2 separate regions of the Mus musculus genome follow, and region 1 is linked to region 2. Evidence: chromatin contacts called from public HiChIP or PLAC-seq data. All regions are on one chromosome and are shown on one strand. The core of a region is the stretch at or near the end of the contact, and the rest is flanking DNA. Distances in the headings are between cores, read along the strand shown. Region 1 overlaps Pde4d (phosphodiesterase 4D, cAMP specific). Region 2 overlaps Pde4d (phosphodiesterase 4D, cAMP specific).

The links. HiChIP or PLAC-seq counts read pairs in DNA pulled down with a chosen protein or histone mark.
Region 1: a FOXA1 HiChIP or PLAC-seq map of pancreatic cancer cells shows a contact between it and region 2. The contact joins two enhancer-like sites. A contact is called at or near these places in 5 of 39 promoter capture datasets (the 3T3-L1 cell line, cranial neural crest, embryonic stem cells and 2 more), 1 of 484 Hi-C or Micro-C datasets (embryonic fibroblasts), 4 of 115 datasets of contacts at active chromatin or transcription factors (a beta-TC-6 cell line, bone marrow-derived macrophages, pancreatic cancer cells and 1 more) and 1 of 9 other capture datasets (embryonic stem cells).

Annotation. Positions count from the first base shown.
Region 1 is chr13:109,551,794-109,557,475 of GRCm38.p6, forward strand. All of the region lies in intron 3 of Pde4d (phosphodiesterase 4D, cAMP specific), which reads left to right. Among named protein-coding and RNA genes, the nearest start is that of Gm32703, 110 kb to the left of the region's middle. Within about 2 kb of position 3,933, at least 11 of the 459 cell types and tissues checked have an H3K27ac peak or open chromatin away from gene starts, as enhancers often do. A contact at or near this core is called in pancreatic cancer cells, where this site is marked.
Region 2 is chr13:109,312,502-109,318,289 of GRCm38.p6, forward strand. The region is part of intron 3 of Pde4d (phosphodiesterase 4D, cAMP specific); the gene reads left to right. Among named protein-coding and RNA genes, the nearest start is that of Mir582, 9.3 kb to the right of the region's middle. Within about 2 kb of position 3,275, at least 14 of the 459 cell types and tissues checked have an H3K27ac peak or open chromatin away from gene starts, as enhancers often do. A contact at or near this core is called in pancreatic cancer cells, where this site is marked.

The sequences.
Region 1 (5,682 bases), core at 2,683-5,182, 240 kb after region 2:
AGGGAGGGCTGAGGCACGTGATAGTTAGCACGACGCACACATCATTTGAAGATACTGAAACTGTTAGTGAAAGGGGAGACCAGATGAGTGTCCTTTAATCACTTATTGATGACATCTGCTCCCTTATTTTCACAAGGAAAAAAAAAAACAAAAATAAAACCACAAGCCCCAGATTAGGCAGTGCTCCAGCGAATCATCTCAGATCCATTCCTGTGAGCCAATCAGCAGTCCAGTCAGCAGAGACAATCTGACCTCTGCACCCGGGTCCAAGAGACGAGGGCACTGAAGTGTGCATGCCCCCAAGAACAAGTCAGGCTGCAAGAAAGTAGCTACCTAATTTAGGGACATCTAAAGGTCAGGTGGGGTTTTGTAAGGAAACATTGTGAACATATTTGTGAACCTGAGGTAGGGGATGGAATGTTCTAGAACTCAAACTCAAGTCCTAGAAATCATATTTTAAAGTCCTTAAATCATGTCTAATACTCTACCAAGTCTAATTTCACACAGCCTAGCACAGTACAAGATAATTATTCTAACTAAAATTTCATCACTGAATACTTGATTCTGTTTATATTGGCCTTATTCAGCTTCTTTTATTATCCATAAACTCTAGAGCCAGCATCCAGAGCATATTCTCTACACCCTAGAGTAGGATCACCCTAACTCATGCCATATTGGTGCTCCTTTAATTAAATTATAAGTATGGTTTTACCAGTTTATAGAATATTTCAGGATAATGTAAATCCAGTCAACTTTAAGATGATTATTTCATATAGATTACTGGAAGTGTTCTAGGATTAATTATTTCACCTGCATAATCTGGGATTCTCTACCTGGAAAAATGGGAACAGAGTTTCCACCGAGTGCTCTATGGTATTAAATTAAAGTCTACAAAAACATTAACCCAGTCCTGGCAAGAGACTAGAAAGGGTGAACGTTGGTTTGTGTGTTGCTGCCTCCCTTTCCCCCTTGAACATGGCACAATCAGCGCCATTCTGTTCCCATTCCATGCTACATAGTAAATAATAACAAGAAGCAGTAATTTAACCCACAGAAAGAAATGGGCACTGGCTGAAAGCTCCAAAGTTTTATGAAAAATTAGTGCAGTCAAGTGTTATGAAAGCAAACGCATACAGGTGCTAGGGAACTGGGTAACATGGAGGCCTGTTTTTGTGTCTGATGATGGTTGTTGTTTTGTTTTTGTTTTCTGTTTCCTTGGCTTTGCTTTGAGACAGGGATTTACTTTGTAGCCCTGAGCAGCCTTGTACTCACAGAGATCTGTTTGCCCCAACTATTGGGATGAAACGGACACTACACTGTATGTGAAAGGTGGCAAGAAGCACTTTGTTAGTATGTAAGAAAGAACAAGAGCCTGAGGGTATTTCGTGTACATGAGTGAGCATATGTACACATATGTTCATGTGTGTTCCCTTAGTGATCATGGCTAGAGTGAAGGTGGCAGACTAGGAGAAAAAGCAAACTAAGTAAAAGGCTGAGTGCCTGGGGATAGCATGCACAAGGGCTGGATGTGGAAAGCCACAGGAAGAGGACAGCTTGCTGAAGAAGACCTCTGTGACTGAGATGAAGGACACTTTGCAGGATGACGCTAAAGAAGATGCTTAGGACCAGCAGAGATGCAGCCTTATAGACGTTATCAGGGAGTTCGTCTTCTATCCAAAGAACGATAGTAGCTGCCATTGCTTGGTGGGTAAAGGAACTTGCTTCCCAGCCTAACAAGCTGAGTTTGATCCTGGGGATCAAACACAGAAGAGAACTGTGCCCTGCAAGATGTCCTCTCAGCTCACCGGACACATGGGTTGTCTCTGTCTCTCTTTCTCTATGTGTGTGTGTGTGTGTGTGTGTGTGTGTGTGTGTGTTCTCTGTCTGTCTGACTGTCTGTCAGTCTGTCTGTCCCTCTCCCTGTCTGTCTGTCTGTCTCTCTCTCTCTGTCTCTCTGTGTGTCTCTGTCTCTCTCTCTCTCTCACACACACACACACACACACACACACACACATATACACACACTAGCATGCATGGACACACACACACATGCAAGTGCAGATACAACCTCATACACACAATTATAAATAAATAAAATTGTTACTATAATAAATACATAAATAATAATAAAAATTAAAAAATTAAAGACCTTTTTAAGTGAGTACCAAGAAGGCAAGCCAGAAAAAGGCTTAGCAGGATGGAAAGTAAGGCCCGTACATATTCAGATTCATGCTTTGAAGCCGGGCGTGGTGACGCACGCCTTTAATCCCAGCACTCGGGAGGCAGAAACAGGCGGATTTCTGAGTTCGAGGCCAGCCTGGTCTACAGAGTGAGTTCTAGGACAGCCAGGGCTACACAGAGAAACCCTGTCTTGAAAAGACAAAAAAAAAAAAAAAAAAAAAACAACCAAAAAACAAAACAAAAACAGATTTCTTCTTTGAAGGCTTTTCTCCTTTCTTCGATTTTCTCCTTTTGCTGAGATGTAAATTCATAGCATGTGAACTTACAGCACACACATTGATAGTTCCTTATAGATATTCTTGCTGCATTATCTTTGCATGTGTCCTAAGTGGCCTGAGATCCTTTGACATCCCAAGGTGTCAAAGACACTGTGTCCAAAGTAAATAACATCCGGAACGGAAGTGGAATGAAATATCTACATAGGACTGCTTGCTTGATTCTCCTAGCGGAGTCTCCCTGACACACTGCTCTCTTGACTTGGCAGAGCATTTGCTTGCTCTACTGATGACAAACCCAGAGGATGACATGATTGTGACAATTTCCTTGTAGTGACTTTGCTGTCATGGATGAACCTTTCTTTGCCCACACACTGTAAGAGAAAGTCACTGATTGAGTCTAAGCGGCTTTAGTGGCTGCCTTTCTCCACCCTCAGAACAGCCTGGGAATGACGTTGCCATCCTTCACAGGTCTTAACCCAGTAAAACTTTTGCTCTGTCTCTTTAGCAACTAGCCTTACTTGGGGTGGTGTGTTTGTGTTGATTTAACCATGCCTTCCCTCTGGGACAAGGAATACCACAGTCAGTGAAGATTCAGACCAGAAGTTCAGGTCACTGGGAGAATCCCACATGGTAGGCACCTGTATGTCAGCAAGAACACTCCTGTTCCAATTTAATGTGGATCCGTCTTGCTCCTATCATTTCTACTGTCTTCTTTCTGACTCTTAATTTATAGAATCTAATGGACAAATGTGTTTTATCAAATTTCAATAAAAGATCCCTAGGTGAACCCTGAACTGTGTTATGTACACTCTAGCCATAAAATAAATACTCACTGATTTTAGTGACTAACCACGGAGACTGTAGTTCTTACATATACTCAAAAGGCTCTGCATCAGTGATACAAGGGTCTGTAGATGTAAAATCCAAATAAATACTTAACAATGGAAGTTCTGCCTGCACAATGATCTCATTAACAGGGATTTGCTCTCCTTGCTCTTCCTACCTCTTCTGTTATCATACTGTTATAATATGTTGTCTATGATACATAAGAATAATAATATACATGCTGTCTATAATAGTAAGGGTTCTATATATCCAAGGTGCACAGAGAATGGGTTAAGACTTAGGCTTTGAGTGACTCACTACTCAAGCAGTCATCAGAAAAGAGAGGCTTCTGCTCTAAGTCCTGCTCCAGTCCTCCTGCTTCTTCCTCTTTTAGGGAAAAGAGAAACGGGAATCTTCTGATGGAGGTGCAGGCAAGCCTCTTGGTTTCTAGACTACAAGATGTCATCATTTGTAAGAGTTTACTAGGAAAGCCAGGGCCCTGGACACCTCAGGAAACATGGGGGAAAGCCCATGCAACCAGGAAACGGGCATTATCGGGGAAGGCATCCCCAGATGAAGGAAGAGGGGTGCAGCCAACTGTCCAGACGACTCAGCATGAGGTAGCGAGGTCATGCTGGGGTGATCTCACCCAAGGTACACCTTTGGGTAAATCATTAGTCATGAGTAAGCTTGAATAGTAACAGACCTCATGGCCTGGCATCGCCTTGCTACTTGGTGGCCCCTGTTTAATTTCCTAGCACAGTTGGCTTCTGCAAATCCTTACTTAGTATTGTCTTATCCTGCTGTCTTCTGTCAGGACAAGATAATGAAAAGCACTCCTTTAATTAACATCTCTGTGTATTTTAATTGATTGAGAAATTTCGTTATAATTTTATTAAGAGAAAGTTGCAATGAAATTTAATTCACTTCCTATGTCTTTTTTTTTTAATATTTGTATTCCTTTGCGATTCTTATCCACTTAGTGTATGTGATTTTTGCTCCTCCTGCCTTTCACTTTTGGTGTTTTTCTAAATGTCTTATAACTCCTCCACAGTTGTCATGTTCCCGTATATCTCCTTCCAGCCATCTTATGTAAGGCCACACCTGCTGAAGGTCTTTCGATGATGAGCTGAAGTTTATCCGGTCATGTTAGTTACTGGTCTTAGCTTTATGCCTTTGTGGGGAAATCACCTCCATGTGTCTTAGGGAAGCAGGGGGCTACTATTGTCTAGTCTGAGAACACTGAAATTGTGTGCAAAGAGGCATAGCAACGTTCAGTATGCTGATGAGTGGGTCCTTGTTTGTCAGGTAAGAATACCAGGGCTCACACCAATAAGCAGCAATGCTAGCGTTGCATGGGGACCTGACTTGGTTTTTGTTTTGTTTTGTTTTAACCCAGTAACTACATTGTATAGAGTTGTTTGCAAAGCTGGCAGAGAACCACTTAAAAGAGTGTTGCAAATGGCAATGTAGATGAAGAGCAGAACCATTTTATAGGTACAGGACAAGGAGCTGATGGAAGAGATGGAGGGAAGCTGTGAAGTCTAGATGCCCCAGTACTTGGCAGTACTTGGCTAGGAAGCAGGACTGGGAAAGAAGTTAGGGGTTTCCCCAGGATACAAATAAGACAGAACCCAGCAAGAGAGGCCTGGAGGAGGGATAGTTCCTTGATGGTGCTCTCTGGTGGTGCTCCCTGGTTGGGAGCTTCTCAGGTGGAGCTCTGTGTGTACCAGGTATGCAGACATGTCTAGAGTTCAGAAGAGCAAGCTGAACCAGTGAGCTTTCCTGGGAGATGTCCATGGTGAGAGGTGGTGGCTGTCATTCAAGTCAACAATATCACTGGGGGCAGGGGAGGGATGACTAAGGTGAGAACACAGGAGCGGTGGGCACTCACGCATGCTGGCAATGGGAAGGGAGAAGAAAGGAAAAGGCTGAAAATGAAACCAAATAAACAGAGTGCAGATGGTGTGAAGAAACTCAGTGTGTGGACACCAAGAGGAAGGAGGATGGCAGAAAGGAGGGCAGGCAGGAAGGTTAGGAGTGTTCCCTAGGAAGCCTAACTCAGTTGGCAAAAGAAAGTCCTACAGCGGGAGGAGCAGAAAACAGATTGAGCTTGGTTATGTGTAAATAAGAGGGGACAATAGAGACAGTGGGTGTGAGCGTGATTAATTACTTCAACAAATGGGCCTTATTGTGAGGAAGCGATGGTAAGTTTTTGAACAGAGAAATTGGAAATTATTTTTTAAATAAGAATTCAGTGTCATCAAGCTCTTTTTATCCTCAGGGGAAGGATTTGACAATAAAGAAAAGTACAGTGAGGATAAAGGTCCAGGCTCTTTATCAGATGTTATAGAGAGATCAGATCCAAAACATTAAGGGAAGGATTTACCTGAGGTGG
Region 2 (5,788 bases), core at 2,025-4,524:
CTACTACTATTAATATTTACAAATTGCATATGAAGGGTGAAGGCACAGAAAGGTTAAACTTTTTCCCCCAAGAGCATGTGATATAGTAGATACCATATATATAGGTTTTCAATGGGAGTTGATGAAAGCATGAATTAAGCCATGGTGAATGAATCTAGTCGTGGTACACTAGGTTAATTCAGTAATTACAGGCAGAGCCAAAGCCAGAGCTTACGGTATCCTTCCATTTAATGGACATTGAATGCTGAGGCAAGCTAGAACGCCTGCCAAATGCCTAATAAATCTTTTTGTCTGTGTACTTTTCAGCAGCTCATCTGTCTCCTATGTAGCCTCTTTCAAACGAGCTGTATTAATTAAAAAAGAAGCAATGAAAACACGGCTCGATATTCGTGACTCCATTAAGCTGATGTGATTTTAATAACTGCTTAGGTGCTGTTGACAGATCTCTGACTGATCGGAGCTCACTTCTCTGTGCGCTTCTTATTCTGAGGACCCTCGGTCACCTTCTAATAAAGTAGCTAGGTTATGGGACTGGTAAAACCAATGTTTATCAGGTATTTTTGAAGACACAGTTAAAATATCAACAAGAAAAGTATTTTAGGTCATAATAGATTTAAAAAAAATAGGTGTAATATAAAAATCAAAGTTTAGCCACACACACATACTATTAGAATTAAAATGTTATCACATACCTATGACCATTTTACCATCCTTATCCTACATTGCTAGCCATGTCTCAAATACAGTGATCTACACTCATGCAAGCAAGACACATACTCTATGATTATGCTGTATTTATTTTATAAGCCCACTTTACGTAATTCACAAATCAAGCGTGTTTTATTTGGAGCAGGCATTTTGTTTCTTTATTTAATAGTTTTCATTTCCCTCAATTATAGGACTAGATGCTACCTTGTTTTTTTCTTGTGATTAATAATTTTGATGTTTTTAAACTTTTTGCCATCACAAATCACATCTAGAATGCCAACAAAGGCAGGACAATTTCTATTTGACTATCAGCGATATCCTAAGCAAACAGACTTGTGCACTCAATGAATATTTGTGAAATCAACAAATACATTCACTACTGCCACAGCTGACCTTGCCATGTCTACTCATGCATATTTGGAGAGGTACATGGCTAGATGCAGAAATCTTAAGCATTGATGCAAATAGAATTATCAGTTTTCTTAATAGCTAGTCTTCAACTCTCCACACTGGCTATTACAGCTGATTCTCTAACAGTGCACAAGAATTGCCTGCTCGTTATGGATCTGCAACACTTGGGCTTATTAGGTTTAATATTTTGCCTCTGTGTTTGATGAGATGTTTACCTCACCTCTAAATATCGTCTGCTTAGTCACTGATCTATCTTCCCTAATCATTTAGCAATGTTGCCTGTCTCCTCAACACTCTCTTTTCTCCTCTTTACTGCTCTGACTGCTTGCATCCAGTTCCAACAGTGCCAATTCACTTCATCTTAAGTCTATTAAAATGCTACAGTAGAAGCTTATGCTACAGAAATGCTCATCACAGCACCCCAACATCCAACATGATAGGTGACATTAGCCATTGAATGTCCCAGTGTTAGGGTAAAATATTAATACAGAACTATTCACTCAAGAGCTCTTAGAATTTTTCATACTTGACACTTTCTCTGCAGTAATTATAATTAAATAGAGATTATGAGTGCCGTGTCTCTGAAAATTGGTCATCTTGTTCATTTGTCACATCTAGGCACACATCATAAGACTCTTACGCAGGAACTCCATCTTCTAGTTTTGGTAATTGTGAAGCCAGTCTTATATGCCTCACTGCTAGAGTTCAAGTTGACGATATATCACAGTGCTGTTATGTGTTTTAAAACAGCACTTAATTCATTATGGGTTTTGTGGAAAATGAATTTAGCATAATGATAGCCGCATGATAAATCTCTGGCAATAGAACGGAGAACTTCAAATTTCCATAACAACTTTACCCAAAAATTACAAGTTAATTATTTCTGTCTTTGTATTAATTTATTATATAGTATGCCTAAAGAGCTAGTGACAGACAGTAGGCAGAGACATTTAGGAGAATAAAGATAGAGATATATTCTAGGATTAGAAATGAAGTGGATATGGTAGGAAGAGATGTATCCAGTCAAATAAATGGATTTTTCCTCATGTATGGGTGGCATTCAAATGATCTAGCTCGGTGTTATTTGAACCACCTGACACCATCTTATACTTCTACTAGTTACTTCTCTTGTTGCCAAGGTAAAATACATGAAAGAGGCAACTAAAGGAGACAGAGTTTATCTTGGCTCCCAGTTTTGAGGGTCCAGTCCACCACAGAAGTCATAGCAACAAGCCTGAGACAGTTGGTCACTGTGTCTTCTGGTGAGAAGCAGAGAGCGATGAATCCTGGTGCTCCACTTTCCTTCTTCCTTTTTTGGTACTGGACACTAGCCTCTGAGATGCCACTGCTACACTGATAGTGGGCCTTCCTGCCTTAATTAAACCCATCTGAAAAATCCCCTATGTGCACACTAGGGTTGTGGTTGTTTTGAATCCAGTGAAGTTGATAGTGAAGATAGCAATCTCAGTACTGTAAAAGAATTAGAAAACGTTATGCTTTTTAACGGACTGAATTCTGTCAAAATATGGCCAAGAACCAGCAGCCAAATTTGCAGTCACTGGGGAAAATGGCCTGAAGGAAACACACTTGGTTTTGAGAATGTAATTGCCAAAAGAAATTTCATTCAAATATGAGTTAATGAAACAGTGTATGGTTAAGTAAAACCCAACAATAATCATGAGTGTATTTTGAGTGTTTGCTTTCCCATACCAAAGAGAATTTTGTAAGAATTGCTAATAGATAAAATGTGAATATTATGTAAGCTTTATCAGTGTTTTTCTCAACTGTTTTTAGTGGTTGAGCTATCAATGTACCCCCGACACATCAAAGAGGAGAGATTACAGTTTATTGATAATATGTTCCCAGTTAGCCTTCCTGGGATAGTACAATCCTGACAGTGGTGGGGGCTTAAGAAACTTACAGACAGAAGCTAGAGAGCTCTGGCTAGACCTTAGGAGACGACTATGGCTGTGTCTGTGTGTGATTCCCAACCAGCGTTTAAAGCCACAACCTCTGCCACTGCAGTTCAACAGGATGGGGGAAAGCAAACAATTCAAAAAGGAGTGGAGAGAACCGAAGAACGAATGGTGAAAGACCAAACAGGTTACACAACAGGAACGTGTTATTGACAGCCTGGCTAAATACATGAATGGACCTCTTAGCAGCCTTGTGTTCTGAAGGAGGCCAAATGCCTCAGGGTGAAGAGATTAAAGCGCTGATACTGAGGGCAATTATATGAATTCTTGAGACACGATTGAGATTTCTTATCAACAGAAATTTCCGGGAAGGATGACGTGTCAGAATGTGGAAACTTTCCAATGTGCTTGTAAGAGTTCCCTAAAGAGAGGACTATGCAGAGACTGCCCCACCCGGGGATCCATCCCATAAACAACCACCAAACCCAGACACTATTGCATATGCCAACAAGATTTTGCTGACCGGACCCTGATATAGATGTCTCCTGTGAGGTTATGCCAGAGCCTGGCAAATACAGAAATGGATTCTCACAGTTCCATCTACTGGATGGAACACAGGGTCCCCAATGAAGGAGCTAGAGAAAGTACCCACATTGCTGAAGGGGTCTGTAGTCCCCTAGGAGGAGCAACATATGAACTAACCAGTACCCACAGAGCTCCTGTCTCTAACTGCATAAGTAGCAGAGGATGGCCTAGTCTGCCATCAATGTGAGGAGAGGCCCCTGGTCTTGTGAAGATTCTATGCCCCAGTATAGGGGGATGTCAGGGCCAGGAATTGGGAGTGGGTGGGTTGGGGAGCAGCGGAAGGGGAGGGCATAGGGGATTTTTGGAGAGTAAACTAGGAAAGGGGATAACATTTGAAATGTAAATGAATAAAATATCTAATAAAAAAAGAATTTCCTAAAGACGTGCAAAAATGCTAAGACATTAACAGAAAGTATAAGAAAGTGTAAGAAGTTCTAACACTCCATAAACATGGGCAGGCACGCTTATGTCTTTCGATCTGCAGATCTGCAGCTCCAAGTCAACAAGACATTGGGGGCTCTTCGATATGTGTGGAATTAGTTCATATGTTCTAGTTTGGAATATTTCTGTATCTTTTTTTTTCTTGATTCCCATTAAATATGTATGCAATTGTGACACATTACTAGTCAGTTGTGACCTGCACGTATAAACAATATATATCCCAACCACATTCCAGGGGTCCTTGTTACTTGTGACTTGGAGTTCTATTTTGTACGTTCTTGATATTATTGATAAAAGAATTTTTTGAAAGATGTGGACTTGGGAAGTAAGCTCAAGGACCGTTTTAAGAGAGTTTGAGAGAAAGACTGCAGGATAAACAAAGTATGAAACCCAGACAACTGCTTGGGAGAAAGGAGAGAGAGGAGAAGAGTTTCGGAAAGCCACAGGTTTTGAGCTCAGGTCAGTAATGGCAGTCTCTAGGCCGCTGTAGAAAGAGCTAGTTATTGTTTAGAGGAAAAGCAGCGAGAGAGCCCAGAGGAAAAGAGTCCCTAGAGCTTGGGCCTGTATTCAAAGAAGAGGTGGGCAAGGAAAGGCTCCAGTCTGGTGTTAAGACTCAAAAAAGCAAGTGAGCTAGGTGCTACAGTAGCCTTGTAAACAGCCATCCCAGGGAGAGGATGCTGTGAGTGTAAGTATTGATTATTAGGGGATAGTCGGTCCTCTCAGCTCCTTTGCAAACCTACAGGGGAGGCAGCTTTCCTGAAGAATGGCCTCCTGGCCAGGTGACTGACAAAGCAAGTCACAAGAGACAACAGTATGTATGTAAGGTTCTGCTCTTGGGGCGTCAACCTGAATATCTTATTTCCAGCCATGGTCAGAAATAGAATTCAGATTCCATTCTTTTGACTAAGAGGAAGGTACCTCAAAAAAAGCCCCCAATAAGTCTACTTTTTCATATACTTAAAGGGAGGGAGGTTTCCACATGGAAAGAGGATATCTGTAATGGCCCCTAAGCTTGCTGATGTCTGTCTGTCTGTCTGCCTAATGATGTCAGTGCTTTCTGTACATGGTAGGTATTGGCCAGCCCATTGCCTTATAACACATTGAAAGTGCAATACATGGCTTTTAAATATCAAGATAGAATAAAAGTACTGACGGAAGTTTATACATGCACTTAAAATCATCAGTACTATATATAAATGAGAAGGTTTTTGTTCTCATGGTTACTCAGGGTACAGCACTGATAGGACTTAGAACAACCATTCTGATAGCAGTGAAATATATCATACTTGGTTCTGCTACTCCATTTATACTGTTGACATTAAGTTAAATATTATCTTTTGGTATTTAAATTAGGCATATATTCTCCCATGATAAACACATGAGTGTGATTACCTTATAAGTGAACTTTTGAGGAATGAGGGTGCGGTAGACATTCTCACATCTATCATCTACATGGCTGCATGTGTGCTCCCAGCTTATTCTGAATAAAAGTGGTATTCTCTGCTTGTTTAGTATTTGGGAACATCGCTTTGTGCTTTTTTAAAAAGATTTTATTTATTTATTTTATGTATATGATGAGTGCACTGTAACTATCTTCAGACACACTGGAAGAGGGCATCAGATCCCATTACAGATGTTTGTGAGCCACCATGTGGCTGCTTGGAGTTGAACTCAGGCCCTTTGGAAGAGCAGTCAGTGCTCTTAACTGCTGAGCCATCTCGCCAGCC